Regions from separate parts of the Mus musculus genome. Here region 1 is linked to region 2. Evidence: chromatin contacts called from public Hi-C data. All regions are on one chromosome and are shown on one strand. The core of a region is the stretch at or near the end of the contact, and the rest is flanking DNA. Distances in the headings are between cores, read along the strand shown. Region 1 holds the start of Tcf7l2 (transcription factor 7 like 2, T cell specific, HMG box). Region 2 holds the start of Gpam (glycerol-3-phosphate acyltransferase, mitochondrial).

Region 1 (5,051 bases), core at 2,477-4,976, 640 kb after region 2:
TATCTTCTTTGTTGGGGTGCTGTGAATCTTTGGGAATGACTCCAGTGTTGGAGAAAACTATAGACCTATGGGCTATTCTGAATATTAAAAAGCACACCCAGAAAATATCCACATATCCCTCCCTCCCCCCAGGTGGTTCAGGACAGAGGCCATAGGTTACTTGGCTTATAGTCAACCTACTATTACAGTTCCTGTATTTTAGTGACCACACCCCCACCACTTCCCAGTGCCTAGAGGGTGATTGACATACCAGCAGCCATCTTTCCACACTCACAGTTAGTTAGGAACCACACCCCACTGCCAGGCAACCTATGTACTTATTTGTGTAGACGTTCTTCCTTTGCAAACCTGGCTGTTCCATCATTCACTCTGTACAACAGGCTTCTGCTTCCTGAGGGCTAAGATCACAGACTCGAGTCATGGCTGGCTAGCTTAGCCAATGTATAGATTGCCATCATTAACACAAACCCACTATAAGAAAGTCAATGGAAGAGAGTCCATAGGCAATGCCAAGAAGCCAGGAGCAGGGGTAGAGAGGAGAGAGTGAGGCTGCAGGACAGCCTGGAACGGCCCAGGAAGGGGCTCCAAGAGATGAGAGAGCAGCCTTTCCATCCATTTTGCCCATTCCCACATGCAAAGACAAGGATGTCCAAATACCTTGCAAGGTCCAAGCCAACATCAGGACCAGTCTGGCCGTCTCTCTTGCATCTTTAGTATCTTTGTTATTTGGTCAGAATTCAGTCATTTAAATTAAGAGTCATCAGGGCATAAAGAGAAGGAACTTGAACACTTGGACATGAGTCGGCTGGTATTTAAAGAGGTCTTGCCAAATCTATAAACTGCAGGTCTACATGGTGGGCCAATCTGGCTTTTTTTTTTTTTTTTTTTTTTTTGAGACAGGGTTTCTCTGTGCAGTCCTGGCTGTCCTGGACTCACTTTGTAGACCAGGCTGGCCTTGAACTCAGAAATCCGCCTGCCTCTGCCTCCCGAGTGCTGGGATTAAAGGCGTGTGCCACCACGCCCGGCCAATCTGGCTTTTTGTTGTGCATATATCATATCATATCATATCACATCACATCACATCACATCACATCACATCACATCACATCACATCACATCACATCACATCACATCACATCACATCACATCACATCACATTTATCTTGCTTCCTGCAGTGGCATTCCTTGCTCTCTCCTCTTTCCCTACCCATCTGGATACCACCACAGGCCACAACAGGGACTAAGAAGTCAGTGAGAACTTTCTGCTTTCTCTCCCCAGGCCTTTTTTATAGCACCAAACAATGAAATTAAATGTGGCCTATAGGCTGTCAAGGAATAACTTTTAGTTGCTTAATTAAGTTGGGAGATTTAAGGGAAGATTCAAAGGTTCCCTTTGAATGAGAAAATAAGGCTATGTCAAACTAGATGATGGCATTGGTCACTAACAAGAGCCCTTAGCATCCTGTTTGCACGTGATAAAACGCAGTATGCTCATAAGAGCGATGCTTTAACAGTTTTGACTTAGTATATTCATAAGTTTTTATTGCACAACCAGACCCCTAAGGAACACAGAAGACCCTATTATTCAACTTGATGAAGATCAGGGTTAAAGTAAAATACAAACAGAATCCAAACCCATCCTGCAGGACAAAGAATTGGTTATAAAACAGTTACTATGAAAGGGCTCTCATTTATGTCAACAAGCCCCTGAAACAGGCCTTGGCATAGTCTATATTGTGCAGAGACCAGCTTGGGTACAAGATGTATTCAGGTGGCAATTAGCAAGTGTGTAAAGCTGCCAGCTTGATTACATACCTAGCTAAACAGCTAGATGTCGGGCTAGATGTGTAGTAATCTAAAGGCATCCAGGGGAGGCCCAGGAAGGGGACAGCTCAGTCGTTTGTGCACTGATTCAAGACTGGGCTGCATTTCATGCTTCGTGTTTTTACTTGGTGTCTTGAAATATTCCCCTTTCTGTCTCTGCTCTCCCTCTTAGATACTGCGCTGTCTTATTTATTTATGAAGTCTGAAGGTTAGTCCTACCTGCTGAGACTAATTAGCCCTCTGCTTTGTGTCCCATGCAAGCCGTCCGATGAAATGTACACATTTGTTTTGCTTTTTTTTTTTTTTCCAGGCTCTTTCTCTCTCCCTCCACTTCTGGTTTTCTGATGAATATGAAAGTTGGGAGGTGGGACTGTGATTCTCACCCGCCTCGCCCACCCCATCCTTATTTTGTCTGCATCTTTCCCTTTAGTGTGCAAATGTGCTTGGGATTTTTTTTTTTCCCAGTGCAGGGGAATTCGTTAGCCTTGTGAATCTCAGGATCGTTGTTTTCCGTTGTCTTCTTTCTGAGGCCTTAGCCTGTAGAACAGTTTTGTTGAAACCCCAAATTCTCTAAATATTACACAGTAAATTGGTTACTTTTGGAAATCTACAACAGATGAGCTTATTAAAGGGGAGGGTGGGTTAATTTAATACGTGGTGGACCTCAGGATAACATCACACCTAATGGCAGTTGCCAGTCCCCACTGACTCATTCTTTCTGATTTCTTTTTTCTTTGCTTCCTCTTGCCCGTTGGACGTCCCAGTCCACTTCTCATTGGTTATCTGCAAGGGAAAGGCTCTTCTGAGTCTACCAGACAGAAACACGGTTTGGGGATCCACCTTTCTCCTTTAACATAATTTTCTCCACCACCTCATAGCAAATCGGTTTGCCCTCACTGGAGCCTAATAACCAACAAACACCCATCTCAACTCCCAGGCTGCCCACCTCTTCCCAAGGGCTTCTGGGCCAGCTTTGGTGACTTTCTCCTGTCAGGGCCCTCAGCATCTAGAGCCTTAGGGCATTTCATCTCAGTCCCCTTTGGAGAAAAACTCCAGCTCTACTCATCCCCAGGGCTTGGTGAACTTTCACTTTTATTTTTCCCTGCAGCTGTTAACGCCCAAACATTTCACCTCCAAAGGACTTGGATCCTACATCACTTCCTACTTCCAACGTCAGTTAAAAAAATAAAAAAAAAACCTTTACATTTTCCTTAAGGATATTTTTAATACCCCAGACAATTTGTTTTCTTGGATAAAACGCCTTCTTGGCATATTTAACCTAGTGGGACTTTACATTGAATGACATGATTCACTGTCATTAAACAAGCCAAGGGAGGGGAGCCTTACCCTCCCTGTAGATGGCCCAGCCTCTCTGCTTCCCCTGGTTCTCTCAGAGCAAGAGAGGTAAGCCTTCTTTTGGACCAGTCGTGTCTTTTCCCGCCCCAGTGCGGCCGACTTCATCGGGGACTTAACCACTGAGCACCCCGTCCTTGTGTCCCATAGTCCTCCCCTCCTGGACCCCATCTTCAGGACTTCTTGGCTAACACTTTTTCTGGGCCTCTCCCCATCCCCGCCCCCCAAGTGGGCTTTCCTTCCGCCTTCCCCGGCTCAGATTCCGGACTGGGTTGCCACCCCCTTCCCCTCCTCTCCCGGTCCGCATTGTCTTTCGGAACCCGCCCCCTCCAGGAGCGAGGCCCGCACCGTCCGGGCGCCCGGCTCGCACGCTGAGCACAGGCCGCACCCCGCGCGCCTCCCGCGGCCCCGGCCCGCCCCGCTCCCTCTCCCGGCGCCCAAAGGATCATTGTTGGCCGCCCCCGCCCCGCCCACCCCGGCTGTTTATTTATGCACACGTCACCGGGGAGGCCCCGCCCCCTGGCATCTCATTAAGGCGAGTGTGTTCCTCTCGCCCTGTCAATAATCTCCGCTCCCAGACTACTCCGTTCCTCCGGATTTCGATCCCCCTTTTTCTATCTGTCAATCAGCGCCGCCTTTGAACTGAAAAGCTCAGTCTAACTTCAACTCACTCAAATCCGAGCGGCACGAGATCCTTCGGTGTCTTCGGCTTCCCCCCCCTTTGCTCTTATATCTGACTTCTTCTTGTTGTTGTTGTTGTTTTTTTTACCCCCTTTTTTATTTATTATTATTTTTTTTTTTTGCACATTGATCGGATCCTTGGGAACGAGAGAAAAAAAGAAACCCAAACTCACGCGTGCAGAAGATCTCCCCCCTTCCCCTCCCCTCCTCCCTCTTTTCCCCTCCCCAGGAGAGAAAGACCCCAAAGCAGGAAAAAAAAAAGTTAACCTTGGACTCGTCTTTTTCTTGCAGTATTTTTTTGGGGGGGACTCGCAAAACTTTTTTTTTTTTTTTTTTTTTTTTTTTGCTTTTTTTCCTCCTTCATTTTTCTTCCAAAATTGCTGCTGCTGGTGGGTGAAAAATGCCGCAGCTGAACGGCGGTGGAGGAGATGACCTAGGCGCTAACGACGAGCTGATCTCCTTCAAAGACGAAGGCGAGCAGGAGGAGAAGAACTCGGAAAACTCCTCGGCGGAAAGGGATTTAGCCGATGTCAAGTCCTCGCTGGTCAATGAATCAGAGACGAATCAAAACAGCTCCTCCGATTCCGAGGTAGGAAGAGCCCCTCGGGCTGGCGGGTGGCTCCAGCCGGTTCCAGGGCCGGGAGAGCGGGGCTGGAAGGCGAGCGAGGCGAGGCGGGTCGGGCTTGCGGGCGGCGCGGACGGTGGCCCGGGCTGCTGGCTGCGAAAACTTGTAACCGTGTTTTTCTGCACCCCTTTCTCCGCCGACCCTCCCTTCCCGCACCCCCTCGGCGCGGCTATCGCCCCTCGCCCTCCCCACCTCGCCCCTCCGGGAAGGCGGAAAGACGGCCTCCGCCTCGCTCCGAAAGTTTCCGAGATAAATCCCGGGAAAGTTTGGAAGAAGGTGAGTGCGCCCCGCGCGCCCCCAAAACCGCGCGGTTGCGTTCCCCCTCCCCGGGGTCGGCCTGGCGGGTGCCCTCGCCCCACTCCCCACCCACCCTACCCGAGTTCCCGCGCCGGCCGGGCCCCGGGGACGCGCGCGGGCCCTCGGGGGGACACTTGCTAAAAAGTTTCTCCCGCTCTCTCCCGCGCCGCGCGGCCGCCGCCGTCCCCTCCGCCGCCCCGCCATGTTAGCGGCCAAGAGGCAAGATGGAGGGCTCTTTAAGGGGCCACCGTATCCCGGCTACCCCTTCATC
Region 2 (5,056 bases), core at 1,913-4,412:
AGAAGAGAAAATGACGCTGTTCTCATTGTCAGCAGTGTAACTACGCGTGCCGTGAGTGTTTTTCATGTAAGGTATCTTGTTTCACCATCACCACTTGGATAAAACTTTGGTACAGAAGAAAAAGTTGATTTTCTAAAATGTGCTCGATGCAGCATTCACAGGTTTAATCAACAGAGTTATGATGCTCACCACAATATGAATGGATAGAAAAATCGGGCATCCATATTACCCAGTGAATTATTATTTAGCCACAAAAAGGAATAAAAACCAAAGAAGCTAAGAGCTAGTTATGTTAACAATAACCCAACACACAAAAGCCAACTACTGCCTTTCTTACAAGAACAAGCTGAAAATGTGAACCTCATAGAAGCAGAGATAGAAGAGTAACCCCCGGGGCCAGAGGGACTTCTGACAGTGGGATGAAGAAGTCACACTCCAAACCCCTGTGCTCAGTCAACCTTATGCCCTTCCAAAGCACACACTACTCCCATACTCCCACGGGAAAACCACGCAGGCTTGACACAGTGAGCAGGTGTTCTTACAACAGTTTAGAAGAAAAACAAAGTATGTTTAATGACATTCTGTTACCAGGAGCATTTAAAGCCTAGAATTTGAATCACAGCCACATCACCTGACCAGAGTCAAGTCCTGTCCTTCAGATTATTCTTTAACTTTCTGTTCATTGTTTTTCAGATCCCACGGATACAATGTTCTTAAAAACAACCAATTAATATCAATTTTTGTTGAGGTATTTTAAACACTCCATGTAATGCTGAATTAGTACCACCACAAGAAAATGCATGCTTTTCAATTAGTTTAATAAACAAGTTTCCTGTTTTTTATGTTTTAGAGTTAATTTCCATTATAAAACTCAGGCTTACTAAATATAAGTTGTGTGGTAGATACTAAAAGGAAAAAAAAAATGTTTAAGCACACTACACAAAACAATGGTTACTATTTTGCCTCCATACAAGAAGTTTTATTTTTTAAATACAATTACTGCTCTGAAATTTTCCACCCATTTTTTTTTCTTCCCAGTTAATACTACCAAAAATTTTAAATCTTAGATTGTAAAAACACCATTTCTAAGAGTCGGAAGCAGTTTCTTTGATGATTAATCTCTACTTGATATCACTGCAAACATTTTAAGTGGGCTGTGATGAAGGCTTCTCGTCAACTTACCCAGTCCTCACTGGTGTGTTTACATCGGCCAAGGCTGTATTCCGATGAACTGGGCAGATAAGAAACGTCTATTGTGCCAACTGTCACTGAAGACTCCTCCATGGCAGAACGTGCAAGTCCCAAACCATGTGCTGTAAGAAATAAGCACTACTCAAGGAAGTATCCAGAGAGTAACCCCGGGCCTCAAACTGCTCATCTCCTCACAGTTCTGCTTAGTAACAAGATATTACATGAACTGACAGATTGCTAGTGTAGTGAGTAGCAGCAAAAAGCTATAGCTTGGTGGTAGAGTGCTCATCTGGCCCGATCTGTTTACATGTCTGCTAAACTGCCCTGACCTCAAAGGTCAACATTCACAGACCAGTATTTTCCGAACATACAAGGATACAGCAGCTGTAGCCTTCAGATTCCTGGGCAAAACTGTCATGAGAAGTCACTTGTAAAAAAAAGGAAGACAACTTCAAAATAAGGCACTTGTAATAATACTGGCTTGCAACGAATAATTATTTCACTTTTGTTAATAACTGAGTATCCCTGGGAGGATAGAGACAAAAACTTTTTTATTATTTATTTATGGATGTGTGTGCATGTATAGGCATATACATATGAGTGCTGGAGGAGGCCAATACTGCACATCAGATCCCTGGAGCTAGGTCGTGAGCTACCTGATGCAAGTGCTGGGACCAAACTCTGATCCTCTGAAAGATCAGCGGGACTGTTAACCACTGCGCCACATCTCCAGCCCCAGCGTAAGCTTACTTGGTAAGACATTTTATATGTATGAATGCAGCTTTTTTTAATTTTTAAAAACCTTATATCATCTTTATTTAATTATTTTAGCTGCTGGCTTCCCCCTGCCCCCCAGCATTAGATTCTTCTCTTAAAATCAAAATCCACCTTCAGTGAGAGAACACTGTTCTCTAAGAGGAACACCTGGACTCTTTACAATCCCCACGTGGATTTGCTCCGATAACTGTTTAGCCTCAAAACAACATCTGCCCTTAGCCGTTCAGCATAAGCAATCAGCTGACACCAGAGATCAGTAAAGCACCCCATCTGGTGGGAAAAGTTCTTTATTATAAAGATTCGACGCCCCCTCCCCCTACCAACTTCCGGTTCTGAATGGCCACACAACGGAGGGGGGCCGGGAGTGGGGGAGCACACTGCAGCCTGAGAAAAGAAATGAGGCGATCGGAGGAGGAAAGGGAGGCTTGTGCCAACAGACGTCCAAGCCTTGCTCCTCCAGCCCCACAGGGTTTACTTGAGGTCAAGCCAGATTTTTTTACAGGAGAGGGGAGGAGAATAAAAGAAAAGAATCCCAGAGGCTCTAAACAGCAGTGCTGAGCAGGGAAGAAAACAAAATCTGACAGTGGGCCACAGGCAGGGGCAAGGGGGCCCCTCTGGAGTTCAAGGCCCCGTCTGCACACCACGCATGTGAATTTGGACAAGTTGGTTAACTACTACGCCTTGCTTCTCCCATCTGGAAAATGGGCAGCATGCCACCCGACAGCTGTGTCCGGCTGCAGGGAGGGCAGGGGTCTCCATAGCACGCCCGGGACACTGTGGGGTACGCGGGGCTGCTGTCAGCGGGCGGTCCCTGGAGCCAGCTGCTCGCGGAGTCCCCCGCTGCCTCGGTTTCCCTCCCGGCCCCCCGGGACGGAGCGTGCTGGGATGTCAGCCCTGCTGGTGCTGTCACTGCAGCCCGGTCCCTGGAGCGATACCGTGCCCACCCATCCGGGAGCCCGGCCCACTCCAGGGGGAACCCGGGTGTCCGCCCCGGACTCTTGCAAAGCCTCGGGCGGGCCCAGGGAGAGCGGCGCCCACCCACGCACCTGACCCCGCGCTCCGGCCCAGCGGCGTCTGCAGCCGCAGCCCGCACCGCGCACAGCGCACCGCGCTCCTCTCCACCCGCCCGGCAGCTCGCGCCTGGGCGCACGCAGCTGCCAGCGCTTCGGCTCTGCGCCTGCTGCAGCGGCGCGCCGCGATGACGCGGGCGGCGCGCGGCAGTGACGTCGGGGCTGCCGGCCGCCAGGCTTAGCGTAAGGCGCTTGGAGGAAGGGGACGGTGGGGACGGAGAGCATGGGGAGTGAGCCTGATGTCTACACTGCCCAAGCTGCATGCTTCGTGCATCGGCCGGTGGGTCTGTCTGTCTGTCTGCCATCTCCCTTGCGTGACCTCAGCTAGCCTAGGCTAGCACCAGGCCCTGTCCTGTGGCGGAATGCATTCGGGCTGCGTGGGTTTAGGTACTTGTGCGTGATCTTGCCTTTTTGTATGTGAGACCAAGCTCAATTTGTGAAGAATGAAGAGGCAAGGACTGCAGAGTGCAACGTTGTGAAATGTCTGAGTGACCGAGCCCGCAACGGCGAAAAAAATGTAGAATAGACAAAGGAAGGCTTGAAAGATAACTAAAAACATGCCCATAGCTCCCTAGAACCCAAATGCCTGGGCCCAGCACATCAGACATAAACAGAGAGGCCGCTCCTCTCCCTCTGTCCCCAGCAGTTGTCCCTGCTGTGGCCCGGAGATGCTGTCCCTCTCCTGTTGTGCTTCTGCCTCTCATCCCAGCACTCTGTAGTCCCAGAACTGCTTCTCCAAGCCTTCCCTTCCACCCCATTCCTCCATTATCACAGCCTCCTGCGACATCTCAAAGATTAACCAGAGCACCATGTCTCAGGTCCTCATCCATCGGTGTCAGACTGCAAACCCATGGCAGCGACAGTGCCTTACATCAGGGTCCTAATTAATATGTTATAATAAGCACCCAGTAAATACTGGGAGCTGAGGCACAACAAGAAAAACTAGATTTCCTTAGCTTGAACTTTCCACTTCTCTTTATAAACCCATCCTACAAAGCAAATATTCTCTTCTGGGAAACAACCCCAGAGAGTAGAAGTGGCCATTCATCAAGGACCCTGCCTTGATTTAGCCTCACATGTACCTTAGCAAAAAAAAAAAACAAACATACTTCACTAAGGCTCTCAAGGAGTGTATATTGGCTACAAAGAGTAATTTCTTATCCCAAAACATTGTGAAATTTTGTGCACAGGATACAGGGGCCCTAACAACAAAACAGGCATGGAAGGAAAGCATGAAGAAAAACTTTAGATTGATAAAGAAGATAAGAGAAATGAATTAGACTGACAAAGAAATTCTAAAATGTAAGCCATATGGAAAGTGTGTCTTACATAAAACTCAGTCATAGTGACTCTTCTTGCACAAGAGTGGCTGTGCATGTGAATGTGGGTTTGCCGTGCTAAGTTCTGGTTACATAATGAAAATTGTTTTGGAAACAGGTGGCACCCTAAGCAATTTATTTTATCAGCAGAGTGATTTATAGTAACCAGTCTAGCCAGTCAAGATGGAGCAACAGGGGAGAATTTGCTGTCTTATTTAATACAAGAAAAACCAAACAGGCAGTATAAAACAGTGACATTCAAGAATCAGACATTCTGTACCTTAGGTCGACAGTCCAAGGGGAGGCACACAATGAGCTGAACCCTGTACTTGCTTTGGCTTATCACCTAGAGAGAGTTATCAGGCTTCAGTACAGAAAGAAGGAATTCAGCCAGGTTTAGGTAGACTGAAATGAGGAGATAGAATTGAGAGACTATGGGTGTCAAAGCAGGAGCAACATCAGAGTACCAGAGAGGAGAAAGCTATGTGGCAAAAGAAGCCATGGAGACCTGCAGACACAGGTTCAGGGAAGAAGAACACATAAACATGAAGTGAAGAAGAACACTCACTGTGGCTAGCACAATATGGGGACTGCTCTTGGATCTACAAGTCATAGCTAAAAGATTCTCGGTGGTCATAAAGGATGCTTAAAATGCCTGATCTTCAAAGACTCTAGAAACCTCATTATTTATGACATAAA

The links. A called contact is a pair of places that touch in the nucleus more often than the background predicts.
Region 1: a contact with region 2 is called in a Hi-C map of uterus, with 3 times the contacts expected there. The contact joins the promoter of Tcf7l2 here to the promoter of Gpam in region 2.

Annotation. Positions count from the first base shown.
Region 1 is chr19:55,738,084-55,743,134 of GRCm38.p6, forward strand. Tcf7l2 (transcription factor 7 like 2, T cell specific, HMG box) reads left to right here and starts at 3,727. Exons shown (of 15, transcript NM_001331146.1): 1 at 3,727-4,447; 2 at 4,693-4,759; 3 at 4,990-5,051. The coding sequence starts at 4,259. Gm31734 (predicted gene, 31734) reads right to left here. Exons shown (of 3, transcript NR_168128.1): 2 at 4,126-4,509; 3 at 1,522-2,607.
Region 2 is chr19:55,096,315-55,101,370 of GRCm38.p6, forward strand. It overlaps Gpam (glycerol-3-phosphate acyltransferase, mitochondrial), which reads right to left and starts at 3,163. Exons shown (of 21, transcript NM_008149.4): 1 at 3,015-3,163; 2 at 1,183-1,313. The coding sequence starts at 1,284. It overlaps Gm31356 (a long non-coding RNA gene), which reads left to right and starts at 3,229. Exons shown (of 3, transcript XR_001782666.2): 1 at 3,229-3,318.